Regions from separate parts of the Danio rerio genome. Here region 1 is linked to region 2. A link is a contact called in public Micro-C data. All regions are on one chromosome and are shown on one strand. Each heading gives the region's core, a stretch centred on a gene start, on an enhancer-like site or on the middle of the called end of the contact. The rest is flanking DNA. Distances are from core to core; before and after follow the strand shown. Region 1 holds the start of cyb5b (cytochrome b5 type B). Region 2 holds the start of rpl13 (ribosomal protein L13).

Evidence for each region. A called contact is a pair of places that touch in the nucleus more often than the background predicts.
Region 1: a Micro-C map of caudal fin shows a contact between it and region 2, with 6 times the contacts expected there. The contact joins the promoter of cyb5b here to the promoter of rpl13 in region 2. A contact is called at or near these places in 4 of 18 Hi-C or Micro-C datasets (caudal fin, embryo, hematopoietic stem cells and 1 more) and 2 of 4 datasets of contacts at active chromatin or transcription factors (caudal fin and embryo).

Annotation. Positions count from the first base shown.
Region 1 is chr7:73,175,639-73,179,525 of GRCz12tu, forward strand. cyb5b (cytochrome b5 type B) reads left to right here and starts at 1,658. Exons shown (of 5, transcript NM_212876.1): 1 at 1,658-1,982. The coding sequence starts at 1,800.
Region 2 is chr7:72,908,246-72,912,221 of GRCz12tu, forward strand. rpl13 (ribosomal protein L13) reads left to right here and starts at 1,372. Exons shown (of 5, transcript NM_198143.1): 1 at 1,372-1,475; 2 at 1,555-1,696; 3 at 3,864-3,976. The coding sequence starts at 1,372. It overlaps LOC137496273 (small nucleolar RNA MBII-202), which reads left to right and starts at 3,716; the gene lies at 3,716-3,797.

The sequences.
Region 1 (3,887 bases), core at 408-2,907, 270 kb after region 2:
CCATTTCCCTGGACAGATATCAGTGGAGTACACATGGCACTCGTTGCTAGCTGATTAGATATGCAAATGACGGGGAGCTGCTCTCAGCACTCTGTAGAAGTCATTAGCAAATGTTTTATTCAGCGAAGACTTTGTTGAGTAGTTAGCTCAGACATTGAACATTTGAGAATAATAATAAAAGTTCAAGTCAATTCAAGTTTATTTCTAGCTCTTTTCTAATGGGACTGTGCGTTTAATAATAGACTGTAGTGCTTTGTGTCCCCATTAGTAATCACTAAATGGAACCACTAAAAGTGAATTGTATAGTTTACTTGCTACTGCATTTATTTATTTATTTTTGTTATTCGAAGTTGTGCTTGTTAAGACTATTCCCTCATAGCAAAATATTTCTGGCCCATACAATCAGCTTTTGCCTGGCCCACATGCAGTGAATTACTGTACATGACTGGACCAAGTCTGGCTTTCAGACAAGGGCCAAACATGAACCAGGCTGGAAACCAGACTGGAAATGGCCAAAACCCCTCTACAACCAGGCTGGTCGACCAGCTAAAACCAGCCAACCGGTCTAGGCTGGTTTAAGCAGGATTTTTCAGCAGGGTAATCCAGCACTCTGCAGAAGTCATACGCAAATATGTCTTATTCAGTTAAGACTTTGTTGAACAGTTAAGCATAGAGATGAGGCATTTGAGAATGATAAAGTAAGTGAATACCTTAACAACAGCTGCTTTGTTTTTAGCATTTTAGCGGCTACAGAGTAGAAACATAGCTAACATAATTCTCAAATCATCATATCTGTGTCCTAAAGTTACTTTGAACCACCTGTACTACACACTAAAATGACATGCTTGTTCAAAGTACTTATTTAAAATGAGTCAAAACAACACAATTTCTAAGTTTTTTTTGGGACAACTTAATTGTTTTAATCCAGCACTCTGTTGAAGTCATTAGCAAACTTTATCAGTTAGTCTTTGTTGAATAGTTAGCTCAGAGATGAAGCTTTTGAGAATGATGAAGTGAGGAAATACCTTAAAACTAGCCATTATACAACAGCTGCTTTGCTTTTAGTATTAAGCGTACAGAGTAACCGTAGAAAAAATAACTCACATCAAGGTTTATCACTCACATCAAGGTTTTATCATTTCTGGCTGTGTCCTAAAGTTACTTTATAGATCATATATATATATATATATATATATATATATATATATATATATATATATATATATATATATATATATATATATATATATATATATATATATATATATATATATATATATATATCCATTTCATCAACAAGTAATCATTTAAATTGATTTGTTTCGGAACAACATGTGGAACCCACATTAAAGATTATATTTTCAATCATTTTTAAATCAATCAATTTTAAATCAATTATTACACACTGTATGATTAATAATACAACAACCCCCTCAATTAAAAAAATAACAAGGTATTTGGGACTTTTCAGTATTAAGGACTTTTGGGGTTGCGTAACGTGACGTGCGTAATATAACCTGCGTGGCATTTGGTGGTCTCGTGATGCTCTGCTGTTGATTCTAATTGGCTACTACTGGCCGTGTGGCAAGTGATCTGAGCGCTGATTGGCTGGTGCGCTTCAAGCGAATGGAAAGGGTCATTTCTCGTGACTAATGGTGAAATGGTGTGCCGGCTAAACAAGAGCTGAGCTGAGCAGTTTTGGGTGTCATAAAAAAACGTCTATAAGCAACAAACAGACAAACCTACACACTGGTTTTCCGCATAACTGCAGCAGAGAAAGCGAGCGACACGGAGTGAAAATGGGGGAAGAGACTGGGAGCTCAGTGGGCAGAGAGAACCAGAACACGAAGAATGAAAGCACGCAAGAGGATAGCGGTGTAAAATATTATACACGCAAGGAGGTTCAAGTGCATAACATGGGCAAAGACACGTGGCTCATCATTCACGATAAAGTTTACGATATCACAAGTTTCATGGAGGAGGTAAGAGAGAGTTGGAGTTTCATTATGGTCTTCAACATCAGCTGTTTTACAGTACAGCAGTAAAACCTGCATTATTTTACATAGCTGGTATTTATATCGTTATATGTTACGTACTGGCTTATATTAGTTACTAATTTACAGATGGATCGTTTCTAGTTGCACAATCGAGGCTGCTGTCAAGCTCAGCAAAGTTCCTTTGGCCCTATCTGTGAGTTAATAACTGAAGATTCTTTGAAGCAAACAGCACTGAATTATTTATCTAAATAACATTAATTGTACGCATTTACTATCAAAACATATAGGAAGACACTGAATGGTTGTGTGTTAGCCATTTAGCTGCCCGGCTAGCCTGTGCACGTTGAGCTGTCACATAAACGATTCCAGTTCTCACCGACTGGTGTTATAAGTTTTACATTTATTTACTTGCAATATTATTTTGAGGATCTTCTATAGCCTAGATTTGATTAATATTGTAATTTTTGTATGACATAATTATTATGATGTCGTGTGAAACCGAGCGCGTCGGGAATCGAATCTTTATTATGAATCACCAGGACGAGTCTGCCTCCAGTGATTCTTTTAGTTATTTGAGAAAGTCATATTTGATGTTTTATTAAATACTTTTGCTCAAAACATCTATTATAAATTATTTTAAATAATACCTCTCTTATAAAATAAATATGACTACAAAAAACTATACAATTTTGTTTCATGACCACAGTTGATATTGATTTATTATAAGTAGAATATAACACAGTAACTGCTCTTATTTTTCTCAAGTTGTGTATGACTATTACTTAAATAATAATTATCATTTTTCAATACTTTTATATAAAATAGTTCTCAGCAAAGTCCCTTAAATGTATTATTCATTATATTTTATTTATTCATTTTCTTTTTAGCTTAGTACCTTTATTAACAGGGGTCGCCACAGCGGAATAAACCTCCAACTTATCCATCATGTTTTACTCGGTGGATGCCCTTCCAGCAACACTGGAAAACACCCATACACTCTTGCATTAACACACACACTCTACAGCCAATTTAGCTTACCCAATTCACCCATAGCACATGTGTTTGAACTGTGGGGTAAACCAGAGCACCTGGAGGAACCCCACGCGAACACAGGGAGAACATGCAAACTCCATACAGAAGTGCCAGCTGACCCAGCCATGGCTCGAACCAGCGGAAGTCTTGCTGTCAGGCAATTGTGTTACCCACTGTGATGCCTATAATGATATCATATATATATATATATATATATATATATATATATATATATATATATATATATATATATATCGTAAAAAAGATTAGCTGAAAGAGGCTAGTAATTTTGAAAAGAGAGGCTAATAATTCTGACTTCAACTATATATATATATATATATATATATATATATATATATATATATATATATATATATATATATATATATATAGTTGAAGTCAGAATTATTAGCCATTCAATTACAAGAAAACATGGTTTTGGCTTGGCCACGGTCCGGTGCAGCCTTCGCTTACCCGCACACCTTTCAAAAAACATTAAACTACACGTCACGATGACACACAGCACAAGCTAATCACAGATAATAGATGGTGTGTGTTTTTACTTTTATTTTTACAATTATTTTTAAATCAAGTAATGCACCCCTCATTCAAAAATCTCTTGCTTGTAATTAGGCATGGGACGATAACCGCTTTCACAGTATATCGTGATTTGGAAAAGTCAAGGTTTTTAAACTGCCAGTTTTTGTCTGTTATACCGTTCCTACGGTATATGTAAGAATTTTACATTTTTATTTTTAGTTTATAGTTTTTTAGGATAACAGTATCTCCAGTTGGAAAGATGTCCAAAGATGCCATTTTACATTGTAAAGAATGTTTTAGAGCAGTAATCACAACCGT
Region 2 (3,976 bases), core at 122-2,621:
TCCTGCACACTGGCGCTTCGCTCAACGCTATTGGCTGTTTTCTTCACTTCCCATAAAACCCTGCGTTGTCACTTCCTTTTCCCTTTCAGCCATTTTCCGCTAAGGACGGTATGTTCATTTATTCCAGCTAAACATGTAGTTTATCCGTATTAATCCTCAGTTCTAAGTTATCTTGCAATCATTTAAGTCATAAAACCTGAATCTGGTCGTAGTTTTATACCCGTTACTGGCTGTATTGTTGAAGTTAGACAATGTTGAGAAAAAATAAACGAGTAGTTTTTTGACACCGAGCACTGTGGCGGTTTTCAATTCATGTTTGGATGTGTATTTCCAACATGTAGCCGCTTTTACCTAACCAATTGCTGTGTTAATGCAGAGCTAACTAATACGGCACTTTAAAAGTGGGCTAAAGCTTATTATCTGCCTTTTTAACTCAAGTTGGTTGTATTATTAGCGCCGTGGTCCACAAGCATGACAGCGTCCGAGTAACTGAGCCGACATGCAGCATAGTGGCTTGTGGATTTAAGGGGTAGTTCACCCAAATCTGGCCATGTTCTCGACCTTTATACTGGTTTTAAATAATTAGAGTTTCTGTCTTCTGTTGAACACAACATTCTGAGGAAACCTGTAACCATTGACTTCCATAGTATTTGTTTTTCCTACTGTTCAAGTCAGCGGTTACACGCTTTTTAGCCTGTTTTCCCCGAATATCTTGTGCAGCTGAAAAAAAACTCAGTTTTTTTTAACCACTTAATTGAGAGCACAATTTCATTTTGTGGTGAACTATCACTTGAATATAAGCAAATGTGTCATAAGTATTCATGAAGCAAAGGTTAAAGTTGTGTATTGAGGTAAAGTTGGTTGTATATTCTCACCGTCCTTCATTTATTTAAAGCTCCCTATGTTATCTACTACACTAAATTGAATATAAGATCCGAAATCATGTAAATATGACTTGAAAACAATATTAGCACTATTTAATTGACTTTAAACTTTGTTGTAGTTTGTTATTATTGGCTGCTAATATGACTTCACTATTTAGAGTTTGCAAATGACATTAAGGAGAAAGTCCGTGTGCAAATAAAAACCCAACTGTACCTTAAGTTGTCAACAGTAGTCTGTTGAAGACCATGTAGGTTGAAATGTTATAATAAATCCTTTTTCAGAGCTTAAGTGCAGTGTACGGATTTCTTTTTTTACTGTATCGACTGTTGTCAACGTCTGGAATGGATGAATAGGTTTTTAATTGTCCTACGAGGAGAATGGGTGTGGAATAGTTTTAGGACTACTTTGATAAAATTTTTTGGTTCACTTCAAATGTTGACTACTGTATATGTGAACTGTTTATTTTCGCATTAGGAGTGAACAACCATGGCTCCCAGCCGGAATGGCATGATTTTGAACCCTCACTTTCATAAAGACTGGCAGAAGAGAGTGCGCACCTGGTTCAACCAGCCTGCCAGAAAGATCCGCAGGTAATAAGTGTGTCCACACATGTGTTGAAGGTTTATGATGAGCATCACTTTATTTTAATTCATCTCATTTGTACCTCAGACGTAAGGCCCGCCAGGCAAAGGCCCGTCGTATTGCTCCAAGACCAGTTTCTGGACCTCTTCGGCCAGTAGTCAGGTGTCCGACCATCCGCTACCACACCAAGGTCCGTGCCGGACGTGGCTTCACCTTGGAGGAGCTGAAGGTACAGTTGTCTAGTCAGTGCCTGATGTTCAGGAAAAGGTCGGCTAAAAATTAAAAAGGTCATTTACACATGTTCCAAACACTTTTACTTAGTCTTTAATATATATATATATATATATATATATATATATATATATATATATATATATATATTATCATGCCTAGAACAAAGTGATTTTCTTTCCCCAATTCTTATGTTTAGTTTGAACGAACCAATTTAGTTAAGCCTTTTATTTACACATTTTAATTTAGTTTAACACCTGATTTAAATGCTCTTCAACACTTGATTAATTTTCTTATGTTTTTTATTTATTTATTTATTTAAATGGCGTGTTCGGACTTAAATTTTCAGTGCAGTCTTTCAGTAGAGGTCCTTTCAGAATTTCTTTTTATAAACTTGAGTTTGGATGACATGAGGCTGAGTAAATGGCTGTTTTAATTTTCTGGTATAAATGACACATTGAAGGATTAGTTCTCAAAAAAGGCATAAATAATTACTCATCATGCCCTTCCAATGCCCCGAAACCTTCATTTTTTTTTTTTAAAAGATAAATGAAAATATTTTAGATGAATTTCAAGAGCTCTTATATCCTAGTTAGCAAGGGTCCTGAGATGTTCAAAGTCCAGACAAGGAGCCAAAAACTGACTTAAGTGGTTAAACTTTATTTTTATGCCAAAAAAAAAATTCCCAATGTCTTTTGCTTCAGATCACAGTGGGTTTACTATGGGCAATATGTCGCTTGCCTGTTCTGCTACTGACTCTAATGGCAATGCATCGTATTGCCCATAGTAAACACACACCCTGACCTGATGCAGGAGTGCTTTAGGAAAGCAAAATCATATTTACTATTTTATTTGTTTATTGTTATTTTTTTTGCACAAAACATTTGGGCTGCACGATATTGGAAAAAACTGGCATTGCATTATTTTATTCTTCTGTGACGCATATATACATCGATTGATTAGGATGATTTTGTAATTTAGCGCATCTGAGAAATATAATAAACCAAAACACAAGCCTTGATTAAAAACAGTGGTGCAAAGATACAAATATAATGCACTGTATTATATGCTTTTCTTAGTCGAGCAGTATTCAGGCAAAAAATAATCAAATGTATAAATATATTGCATATAGTTTTATTATATACAAATGTATAAATATATTGCATATAGTTTTATTATATACAAATGTATAAATATATTGCATATAGTTTTATTATATACAAATGTATAAATATATTGCATATAGTTTTATTATATACAAATGTATAAATATATTTAAATATGAATTGTTTTCATCGTGTGTGTGTATACATAATAAAAGGAAAGATTCAATGTATTTTTCGTTTGGATGCTTTAATCTGGCTTTAAATGCTCAGTCACGGGTCCTTAAACGCATGTAAATTCTATACAGTTTAGTCACTTTATGGCTAAACTTTGCAATGACTCCACAAATCATGTTGTTTCATGTGTTTCCCAACCCTGTTCTTAAAGGCACACCAACAGTACACATTTTGGATTCCTCCTTTATCTCACCCATTAGCTTCAGGTTTTGTAGCCTTATGTTCTGATGAGTTGATTCTGGTTTGATTAGGTTTAAGTTGTTTAGTGTTGGTGAGCCTTTGGGAACAGGGTTGGGAAGCACTTATTTTAACACTGGATATAGTTAACCATTACCCCAACAGAGCATTGAATGTCCTGCGATTTGACTATTGTGGGTGTGCACATTGCAATATCAATGCTGAAACAATATATTGTGCAGCCCTACTTCATATGATTACAGTTGATGGACTCTTTTGACTATTTGCACTTCCTTTTCTAGACTTTCAATGTCTCTGCACCGTTGCTGTTTGTGGAGGATGAGAGGGCTCTCTGATTTAATCTAAAATATCTTAATTTGTGTTGAGATTGAATGATGGGATCATGGGATTGGAATGACATGATGATCTTGATTTTTAAGTGAACTAATCATTCAACTGTCCTTTTCCTTGCTCATAAATGACTCTTAAAAACAGTCAAATGATGACAATTCTCCGGAATCTCTGTACTTCCTTGATGATCCACTTTGAACCCTTTTTGCTGATGACTGTATTTGACTCGTGTCAGGGCTCTTCCAGCATAAACAAGTCTCACAATCTTCTGATTGCGTTCTTAAAATGCCCACACAGGCAGCTGGAATCAACAAAAAGGTGGCCCGCACCATTGGCATCTCTGTTGACTCACGCCGTCGCAACAGATCCACAGAGTCTCTGCAGGCCAATGTCCAGAGGCTGAAGGAATA